Regions from separate parts of the Mus musculus genome. Here all the other regions are linked to region 2. Evidence: chromatin contacts called from public HiChIP or PLAC-seq data. All regions are on one chromosome and are shown on one strand. Each heading gives the region's core, a stretch centred on a gene start, on an enhancer-like site or on the middle of the called end of the contact. The rest is flanking DNA. Distances are from core to core; before and after follow the strand shown.

Evidence for each region. HiChIP or PLAC-seq counts read pairs in DNA pulled down with a chosen protein or histone mark.
Region 1: a FOXA1 HiChIP or PLAC-seq map of pancreatic cancer cells shows a contact between it and region 2. The contact joins the promoter of Ilkap here to the enhancer-like site in region 2. A contact is called at or near these places in 3 of 39 promoter capture datasets (the 3T3-L1 cell line, the HPC-7 cell line and hippocampal neurons), 4 of 115 datasets of contacts at active chromatin or transcription factors (embryonic basal ganglia, pancreatic cancer cells and stem cell-derived neural progenitor cells) and 1 of 9 other capture datasets (embryonic stem cells).
Region 3: a contact with region 2 is called in a FOXA1 HiChIP or PLAC-seq map of pancreatic cancer cells. The contact joins two enhancer-like sites. A contact is called at or near these places in 1 of 15 datasets of contacts at CTCF or cohesin (the NIH/3T3 cell line), 8 of 484 Hi-C or Micro-C datasets (the HL-1 cell line, the NIH/3T3 cell line, cerebral cortex and 4 more), 7 of 115 datasets of contacts at active chromatin or transcription factors (craniofacial prominence, embryonic basal ganglia, embryonic limb bud and 4 more) and 2 of 9 other capture datasets (adipose tissue and liver).

Annotation. Positions count from the first base shown.
Region 1 is chr1:91,397,546-91,401,081 of GRCm38.p6, forward strand. It overlaps Ilkap (integrin-linked kinase-associated serine/threonine phosphatase 2C), which reads right to left and starts at 1,278. Exons shown (of 12, transcript NM_023343.3): 1 at 1,106-1,278. The coding sequence starts at 1,160.
Region 2 is chr1:90,935,746-90,939,362 of GRCm38.p6, forward strand. Mlph (melanophilin) reads left to right here. Exons shown (of 16, transcript NM_053015.3): 9 at 1,909-1,992; 10 at 3,614-3,617. Among named protein-coding and RNA genes, the nearest start is that of Prlh, 16 kb to the right of the region's middle. Within about 2 kb of position 1,461, at least 7 of the 459 cell types and tissues checked have an H3K27ac peak or open chromatin away from gene starts, as enhancers often do. A contact at or near this core is called in pancreatic cancer cells, where this site is marked.
Region 3 is chr1:90,631,776-90,635,174 of GRCm38.p6, forward strand. No RefSeq gene overlaps it. Among named protein-coding and RNA genes, the nearest start is that of Gm35242, 16 kb to the right of the region's middle. Within about 2 kb of position 2,081, at least 38 of the 459 cell types and tissues checked have an H3K27ac peak or open chromatin away from gene starts, as enhancers often do. A contact at or near this core is called in pancreatic cancer cells, where this site is marked.

The DNA.
Region 1 (3,536 bases), core at 28-2,527, 460 kb after region 2:
AGTTTAAGGTTTTAGGTCATGTCAAGAGAGCCTTGACCACGGAGAAGACCCAAAATAACTTTGGATAAAAAGCAATAGGGACTACTAATGATGACAGATTTCTAGGCACATCTGGCAATCCAAACTCTGGTCCGAGCACATTCAGACACAGGTTATACTCCAGTGACAGATGCAAGGCTGCCTGTATGAGGCCAGCTTTACTCACAACTGTAACGGTGGTTATCTTCAAAAAGCATGGCTGAATCAAACTCAGTCTCAAGGCCTAGTTACTTAGAAGCTTCTGTACCATCAGAGTGGTTGGTGGGGGTACGTAACGGTGCCACTACCAGGAACAACTGCAAAAAGAGGACACTACAAAGCATCTCAGGAGTCTGGAGGTGCGCAGGTTAAAAACCAAAGCACAGGTGTGAAGAGGACAGGTCAATACCTTCTCATAACCCCAAGCTCCAGCATTCTTCCATGCTAGCCCGTCCCGCTCTGCCAAGCTGGAGATCTGAGCCCTCCCACTTTTGAACATTGTTTCCTTGCCTAGAATCTCTGGAAACCATCAGCCGAAGCCCTCGCTAAAGGCCGCCTCCTTCCCAGGTCTTTCTCACTAGTCTTCGGGTACCGTTACTCCGGACGCTTGGCGTTTCCCACGGTTTTTAACCTATGCCTCTGCGATCAGAACTGAACTCTCTGAAGGCAAAGGCTGGGTCCTCTTCACCTTCCTATTCCGTGCCAAAGACCTTCCCAAAACGTGGGCTGCAGACGCCACCCCCCATCCCCGGCCTCGGTTATCTAGCCGTAGCGCCCTGCATTGGCTGTGCAGGCGCCCCGCACCAAGGGGCTGGAAGTCGGAAACTTGTTAAGTTCTCGGGGTTTCCAGGACGCAAACAGGCCCGGGACCAGGACATTCCGCTGGGAGTCTTGCTGTAGCCAAATTAAAGCCAGAGTGCCCCGACCCTTCGGCGCGGGACTTCGTGCGTGTGCCACGCGAGGCCTGGACAGGGACCGCGCGGTCGCTGCGGCCTCGGGAGCCACAGGCCGAGACTGAGGCGGCGGTGGCGCGAAGATGGCGGAGGCAGCGCATCCCGGCGCCGCCCTTTTCCCCCGCGCCGCTTACCGGCAGATGGCCGCGGCGCGCGCTCGGGCTCCGGCAGGTCCCCGAAGAGGTCCATGGCGGCGGGGCAGTGGAGCGGAGGCTCCGCGCTACCCTGGGCGGCGGCGGCGGCGGCGGCGCCGTCACTCACCGCGGGAGACCCTGCCAATCGCGCGCCGCCCAGCCGCCGCCCCAGAGTGCTACGCGCGGGGGCGGGGCGGGGGTGGGCTGCGCAAGCGCACGGGCGCTCTTGGCCTGGGCATTAGGTCCCGTGATAAATTGTTATGGCGTTTCCCCGGAAAGAAGGGAGGAGTGGCGCCGAGCCTGACATCCAGACAGGCTTTTGGCCGGAGAGGCGGGTCTGCACCTGTCCACTGTTCCCTGTGTGACCGAGCAGGCAAAGCACCTTCTGACCGCCCGGGAGCAGGATGGCGCCCAGCGGGGTCTCAGCTGTCCCACTGGGATAGAGACCAGAAAAAAACACCATCACTGGCCAAGCCACAAAAGTGACAAACATCCCTCATCTCAGCCACCAAATTTATGACGCTTTACCAATTACAAAGTTGTGTTGTGTATTTTCCCTGGTCTCAGAAAAGAGCCACTCATGGAATTAATTCCTCTTCCTACCATACAATCCACAAAGACTTCACTTCCTTAAAGGTACCCAAATTTATTGACTACACACCCCAATCCTACCAGCCCTTTCCAACACCACCTTACCTGTTTTTTTTGTTTGTTGTTGTTTTTGGTTTTTTTGCCAGTGTTGTGTGGACTTCTTGGTGCAGTAGGTAACAAGTCATTGCTTCCTTGCAAATGTAGACCAGATATTCTCTAGCTGCAATAGGTGGATCCACCCAGCTGACCTCCAAGCCACTGTTTGAAGTTTTTACTGCACTCAGACAGAACTGTCTCTTCCTTGACAGATGTAGGATTTTGAAATAACAGCACTTTGTCTTTTGTCCATATATCTCATACACTTCTCAGCCCATCCCAACTTGATATCACTATGTTTTTAAAGCAGCTCTTGCTAAGTGTCTTAGGGTTTCCATTGCTGTGAACAGACTCCATGACCTAGGAAACTCTTATAAAAGACAACAATTGGGGCTAGCTTACAGGTTTAGAGATACAGTCCTTTATCATCATGGCAGGAAGCATGGCAGCATTCAAGTAGGCACGGCGTTGGAGGACCTGAGAGTTCTACATTTTCATCCAAAGGAAGCCAGGAGCAGACTTTCCTCAGGCAGGTAGGAGGAGGGTCTTGAAGCCCACCCCTAAAGTGACACACTTCCACCAATTAGATCACACCTCTTCCAACAAGGCCACACCTCCTAATAGTGCCACTCTGAGGGCCAAGCATATTCAAATCACCACACTAAACTTGATTTCCCACTCCTGCAAATAGACTCGTCGGCCACCATTCCACATGAATTCTGGCAGTGTTTGCCATGTGGCCTGTCTTTCCCTCATATGTATGGACATCTCTAATCATTACTCCATCTCTACCTGGTTTACAGCTCAACTTCTGGCTGCTAAATAAAATCTTTTGTGGAGACAAGAACTTGCTCAGTAGGCCAGGCTGGACTTGAACTCACAATGCCTCTACCTCCCCAGTGCTAGGACTATATATAAATCTCTGTCACCACCCCTGGCAATTGGAATTCTGACCTGACCCTAAGTTCTCTTCTGTTCTCTTTCCCTTCATAATCTCCATGCACACCAGGCTTGAACTGCTGCACCTTTGGACATGACTCGTTAATTTTCCTACCACCAATAGATCTCTGGGTTCCACTAAGTGCCAAGAACGGGTTATGGGTAATCACAGTACCTCAACTCCCTGACAGATTTCATTTTCTCTCCTACAAATCTTTTCCTTAGTCTGTTGCTTGACTTAAGATACTTGGGCAGAAAGCATGGCAATAGGAGTATGTGATAGGGGAGGGTCTTCAGTTCATGATGTATAGGAAACAGAGTGGAAGGACATCAGAAAGGGACCAGGATAACATAATCCAAAATGACAAGTTCTCAGTCACCTACTTTCTTCAGTATCCACTTCCCACCATCCTACCACCTGCCAACAATCTATTAAAATGTTAAACCTGCCAATGAGTTAAAACTTTCACTAGGTCAGAATCTTGTGATCTAATTGTTTCAGAAAGCACACACTCTCCTGCCCTCCCCCAACTATGCATTTTACTAATTCTGTAGACATCTGTTAATCCAGTCAAGTTGCCAGGCAATGGCCGGCGTCACAATGCCCGTGTGCAGACACTGGTGTGGACTTAAGTTTTCTGCTTCTTTGACTAGACGAGAAGAGTATGTTTGTTTGGTTATATAATGAAAGCATATTTAGTTTTGGAAGAAATTATCAGTGTGTTCCAATGTGGTTGTTCCATTTTACCTTCCCACCCATCCTGGGAGTGCCTGCTCTTTGTATCTGTGCCAGCATGCCAGCATG
Region 2 (3,617 bases), core at 211-2,710:
AGGAGCTCAAGTTCAAAGCCGGCTGAGGCTTCATATCCAGAATCTGTCTCTAAGAAGTAAAACTATAGCACCCACCTGGTTCTTCTGTGATCATACACAGAGTGATGGTGAATTCTGATTATACACTCACCAAGATTGAAAGCAGAGCCCCCAAGAGACAGCCATGCAATCTGTATGTTTTAGCCAGAGAAGAACCTCATGTGCTCTGTTTTTAAGACAAAAGAGAGTTCCAAAAAATTTAACTAATTAACTAATGAATCAATTAAGAGAGACAGAGACAGAGACAGAGAGATTTCCATGTTCAAACAAGGTTTGGGTCACACTCTGCTGACTCCTGCAGGGGATGGTGACACTTGTATTGGAAAAGAATGGATCCAGAGTTTGGAGCCTAGACAGGACTTAATTAACCTGCCATGATGGTTTACATACATATGAAATGGATAGAGAAATTCTGAAGGGAGAGTCTGGGGAAAATCCCACCCAGGGCCTCTGAGTCACACATGTAGGGTGAGCTTTTGAAAGCTGAGCCCTTGGATGTATGAGACAAGCTCTCTCTGTTTAGCTCAGTCTGGTCTGAAGCTTGCCATCCTCCTGCCTCAGCCTCTCAAGTCTAGGGACACAGTAGCCCTGCCATGCCCAGGTCTTTTATTTTCCACAGGGGAAATGAGGTTCCTTAGCTCCCTCCTGAGTTTGCCTCCATCTTGGAAACATGGGGGACTCCAGCCCTCCTTGAAACTGTGGCCCCTCAGGAGACCCTTTGTGCTGTGAACTTGTCTGCAAAGTACCAGAGGCTCCAGGCTCCAGACACCAGACAGATGCTGGAGTTGACTGTGTTCCTTGTGTGTCTTACTGGCCTGGTGGGCCTCACTTCTCCCTAGCTGCAGCCAGGGCCTCATCAGAAAGCCACGCCGAACCCTAAGCCAACAGCCCCGTCTATTATTTTGCTGGTCCCTCCCAGCCTCTGCCTTCCTCTTCGGCCCAGCTAGCCAGCCTCCTTAGTGGCTTCCCTTCTTGTTCACTCCATGTGGGGCTCACAATGACAGTATCGGCACTGGGTAGGCAATGGCTTTTCCTCTCTCTGAGCCCCCACCTCTACCTCACGGGTGAATAGACCAAGCCACATGCTGAGCAACCTACTGAGAATATCGATCAGTGTTACCACCACCTACAACAAATGGGCCAGGTCGTATGACCCCCAAGTCACGGCTGTCCACAGAGGGCAAGCATAGGCAGAGGGCTCAAAGACACCCATGTTGACATTTCCAGTGTGCCCGTCTTCCTTCACTCCAAGTTCTCAGTGCTGTGGTAATTACCCACCAACAATGGCAGCTTCCCGCCCCTGTAAGTGTCATTTCCCTCTCATAAGGCCGGGCAAGCGGTAAATGAGATAATGTAAGACAGAGAGGCTGCCTGCGAGGAGGCCTAGCGAAGAGGAATCGATTTTCCTGCCTCTGTCTGGGAGCTAATAGACTGGGTGACTCAAGAGTCTGGTGACTCAAAGGATTAGAAAGTTGTGCTCTGGGTCACAAGTGACCCAGGGCTTCTGCTACCTAATGACTTTGGTCACCGTGTCCTGCTTAATGCACATCTTCCTGTGCATTAAGTGACCTGGAGCCACCCGGTGACAGCCACAGTCAGTGCTTTCTGCCACTTAGTCTGGCTGGGTGTGTCTCACCTTTCCTACATGTTTTTCCCACCCCACCCCCACCCCACCCCACCCCCACTGACCTTCCCTCTTGCTTCCAGTACCCTTGGTGTCAGAAAGAGGTTGTTTACAGTTAACCTTCAGGGCTCTGTCATAGGTAATGGCCTTAGCTGGACTTCAGAGGAGGAAGACACTGTGCTGGTGGGGGTTACCGTGAGACCCTCCACTATAACCAGACCACTGCTCTTCTTCCTCTGCCGCAGATCTTGGAGTTGAACAAGCGAATGTCAGCTGTGGAGCACCTGCTAGTCCACCTGGAGAATACGGTTCTGCCACCCTCAGCCCAGGTAATCCCCTGGGCTAAGTGAGATGAGGCCACAGCCTTCCATTAAGGGAGGCTGAAGTCCCAAGTATGGCTTCAAGAGAAGAGTCTCAGAGATCTTGCAGATGGTTAGTGCACAGTGCTCCAAGGATGGGCAGGTGAGGTCTCCTGCATAGGCCATCCGCATAAAGCCATCCGTGCACAATAACAAGGTAATACAATGTGGTCATTTATGGGTAGATGAGAGGAATCCTCAGCCAGGTGGAGACATCACGGGTACTGAAACTGGACCAGCATCCCCAGCCTGCACTTCCTCACTGAAGAAATTCCTGACTGTCACTCCTCTTCCCCATCCCTAAGTTAAGCATAGCCCAGGACAGATGAGCAGCAGCCAGTCGCTAGTGGTCACATCGTTCTCGGTAGTTCCTTTCCAGCCCTCCATGATCCAACTTCATTTCAAGTCATAACGCCACTTACAGGTTCTGTGGCCTAAGTACATCATGTTGGAGAGTGGCTTCAGGCATCCAAGAAATGGCAGCTGTCTCATGTCCAAAGCCCACCTGAAATATGTATGTGGGCTTTCTTGGACTCCCCCCACCCTGACCAAAGCAAATAGCTATTCTGGGTCCTTCAAAAACCTCATCTAAGGCAAAGAGATGGGTTCCCACGCAGTCTGCCACCCTTGATCTGAACTTAAGAAGACTGGCCACGGACCGACCGAGGTACCACTGAGTCACCACATGCTGCAGCCTTCTCTATCCTCTGTCAGCAAAGTTCTGCAACTTGCCGCTGGCCTGTGAGGGGTTAGTCCCCGTTGCAAAAGTGACATGAGGATACAATGTGACACCTCAACCTTGTCCCCAGACTCACAATAACTTGAGGATAGGAGGGTCCTTGTTGCTATGTGAGTCCAGGACAGACACCAAAGCCCCATGGGAACACAGAATTTCTAGGTAGAGCTGAGATAACACTGCTGTGGCTCACCTCAGTCTCACAAAGGGAGAATTCAGAGAACCAGAGACCCTTGTCCTCAGCCCCCTGAGCCCCAGCCAAACGCCAAGGGATGCAAACATAGGACCAGAGTTTGGACACAAACGGAAGGGGTTGTGGGCTCAGTGGGGGAGGGAGGATGTGCCCTCCACCTCTGAGCACTTCCCCCAGAGAAAGCTCAAACCATGTGGTCTAATGGGTCATCCATAAAAAGAAAGATGTTCTGCCCAGTATTCCAACATGGCTCAACCTGGAGAAATTAGCTGAGTGAAAGCAGCTGCCCACAGAGAGCAGAGCACCTGATGCTACTCACATAAGGAGCCCAGGAAGGAAAGATTCCCTGAGACAGAGAGGAGAGGGATAGATGCCGAGGACTTCCGGGGGGGGGGGGGGGGATGAGTGTTCAGTAGGGATGGAGTCTCAGTATAGCAGAAGGGAAAGTTCCGTGGGAGAGGGAGTGCTACGTGCATCAGAAACTGCATGTATACCCTAAAATAGTGAAGATGATAAACATATATGCACATTTATCCCAGTGAACATTTTTGGGGACGGGGAAGCAGGACAAAGGGTGGGTCTTAAATGGACACCAGTGCTGGAGTTCTCTCAAGTTGGCTCACCTCCCGAGGCTGCCTCTAAGCCCTGCCTCGACCCATCAGGAAC
Region 3 (3,399 bases), core at 831-3,330, 300 kb before region 2:
TCTCTTTTATAGCAAGCTCCGCCTCCCTGGCCTTTGCTAGGTGACTGGTGGGCGGAGCATAGGAGGAATGCCAACACTGAGTATTCGATTTTCTATTCAAATACAGAGACTTCTGTCTCCCACAGCACCAACTAATGTTCTCAGGGAGGAGTCCCTTTTCCACACCACGAGAAATCCCTCAGGTCTCTGTGTCCGGACTGTGTCTGGTAGGTCCCATCTGCCTCACAGGTGTTGTTTCTGCTACTTTTCCAGAGCCATAAAGAGCTCAGAGCCAAATGTAGCCTCCAGCAGGTGCTCACGAGAGTTTTCTTCATTTCTTCTGGAATACGCCATCTCTTTCTTCCTTTCATTTCCCCTCCCCTGATTCCTTCAGGGCTTTCTTTGTCTAGAACGTACTTCTGAAAATACCCTCCAGATCATCGCTAGAGCAAGAGAGGGATTCATTAACAAACTCAGGTGACTGATGAACGCTAATGATCTTCTCGGCGTCTCCTTAGGCCTGGGACGGTTGATACTATCAGGCATCCAGGAGACACCTCTAGACAGCTCTGTGAGGAAGTTTCCATAAAGGTCTGAGAGGGAAGGCCCACTGTGGATGTGGGCAGCACCATCCTCTGGGGCGGGGCCTGGGACTGAATAACAAGAGGTGGCCTGAGCCCCTGCATTCGCCGCACTGCCTTGGATGTGAGCGGGGTGTGACCGGCCACCTCACAATCCACGTGACTGTAGTGTGACGGGCCACCACAGGATTCTGCTGCTATGCTTTCCCATGGTGACTTAGCCATGTCCCATCTTAAACTGTGAGCCGAATAAACCACTCCTCCCTTCAGTCTCTCTCTGTGGAGTGGAGGGGCTTGTTTGGTTACAGTCATGAGAAAAGTAACTTACACGGTGGTAAAGTTAGTTTGGGGATAATTTTCAAAGAACCAGCAGCATTTGGCCTTCCTATTTACCACTGCTGTTATGAAGGAGAAGTAGTCCTCTGTCTGAGCTTGGTCTGGTCCTCTGCCTGGAGACAAAGGCTGATCCAGAAGCTGCTGGGATCCCCGTTCCTTGACAGGCCTGAGCCTGCCCAAGCTGAAATCAGAGACCAGGGTTCCTGGGACCAGAGGATGTAATGAGCCCTCCACTCTCTGCACCTTTGCGTACTTAGACTACTCTGTCCACATATCCCCAATGCACTTGCTTCCTTCTGTTCAGATATCACACACACACACACACACACACACACACACACACACACACACACACACACACCATCACTAGCAATCTCCCTTTCTCCCAGACATTTACCTGTCCAGGTGTCAAGTTACCTTTAAAAATGCCTTCTATAAGCCGGGGTTAGGAAGACACCCCACGCAAGCATGCGCCTCAGCCAGACTCAGGGACCACCCAGTAATTCCACAGACAGAAAGGAGACAGGAGGGTGCTGGGGTCTCACCAGCAGCTCATCTAGCCAGTCAGTGAGGTCCAGGGCCACTGAAAGACACAGTCTCAAAAAGTAAGGCAGAGAGTGATAGAAGACGACCTCAGTGCTAATGTCTGGTTTCCACACATGGATTAGCATGGGGTCTTACACACACACACACACACACACACCATACCATCTCCAGTGATGCTTTTCTACTTGGTCTACTCAGCAGTGCTCATGCATGAGGATCTGGTGTGGTCGTATTTTCTGTAAAGGACATGACACCCATCCTACCGAAATCTGTCAGTAGCAATGGCTCCCCAGCCTGGAGACCCACCCTCCTCTACAGTCAGGTATTCCAGGCCTCCGATGGGGGCCTCAAGGGTTAGCCAGACTCAAGATGCCTGGGCTCCCCTGATCTGCAGAGGGCAGCAGAGGTCCACAGGCAGGGCACAAGGTGCCCCACTGGGTATCCCTGGCCCCACCCTCCCTCTTCACTACCTGTCAAGAATTCCTCTGCTTTTGCTTTTGGTGGCTCCCTGCTCCCTTCCTGTCTTCTGCTGCCCAAGAAAGCACCTGAAACAAGGCCAGCCTGTTGAAGGTTGAACAAACAAGGAGCCTGTGACTCAAGGCAGGGTGAGGTGGCCTCAACATTTGGGCAGATCTGAGCCAAACCACACGGCACCTCCTTCTGGAGACCTGAGTCATGGGGGTGACTGGAAGCTGGCACTTCTCACAGATGGGAAACTGCAGAGGGACATGAGTATTCTGTGGTCTCCGTAAAGGCAAAGCAGATGTCTGACTGACGGAGTGTGTGTGTGTGTGTGTGTGTGTGTGTGTGTGTGTGTAAGCCAATGTGCATGTGTATATGAATGAATGGGGAGAATTATATGTTCATGAGAGTGCGTGTGTATGAGACTCTCTGTACATGTGTATGTGTAAGACAGCCTGTGTTAGGCACACTTGTATGAAGACACTCATGAATCCCTGTTTCCCTCACCCTATATTACCCTCCCTCAAGTGCTTGCTCTGGGAGAGGCTCTGAAACAGGCTCCTTCCATTGACACCTGATGACGTCACTTCTGCAGCCCTAGCTAGCACACTGGCCTGGTTCCACAGACCACCTTGGTTGCCTCCTCCACCCACCTCGCCCTCCTGGGTCTGGCCCTAAGGTTCCACAGAGTCTTCTTCTGTGGACCCCGCCTACTGGTTTACTTGGGCTGTCCTCTGTTACCTCAGGAGATGTTTACAAGAGTCTCAAGTTCTGCTCTCAGCTGGGCACAAGGCTCAGCACTGCCCAGGTCCTGAGGACAAATAGAACAGAGGCAGCAATGAGGGAACTGGCCACTCCTTGTTGACATTCTTGTCCTCTGTGGTGAGGTGGGGACACAGCATGTGTTAAGGGAGGTACAGAAAGCCTGACAGCCCAAGACAGATCATGGGTGTGAGCTGGAAGCCTAGCTGTGTCTGTGCTGAACTGCAGTGTATCCTCCTCTTCCTTCCCCTCCTCCCTCTCCCCATCTTCTCTCTCCTCTCCACTCTTTCCCTCTTCCTCCCTTCTCTCTCTCTTACCCTGTCCTTTTATCCTCCTCCTCCTCCTCCTCCTCCTCCTCCTCCTCCTCCTCCTCCTCCTCCTTCTTCCTCCTCCTCAAGAGCCCATGCTCCATGTTCCCACACTTTCATACCTGACCACCAAACTCAGAGGTCAGAAAGCTGGTCTTTTCCAGCTGGAACCAGCGTGGCTAGAACTCTACATTACTTCCGTTGGATTCTAGCATTCTTGATCTCCTTAATTCTAAGTAGTCTCACAAAATTTTTAAAGAGATTAAGAAAAACATACTGTATTTTGGGTGAATTTCACAGGAAGCCCTGTCTTCAGTTCTGGGTGGGGCTTGCAGGTGATCTGAAGGCACAGGAAGCAGGAATATGAGATATCCTGCCTGGCCCTCACCTGCCTGCACAACTCCTGAAGAAAGCATCCTAGATAC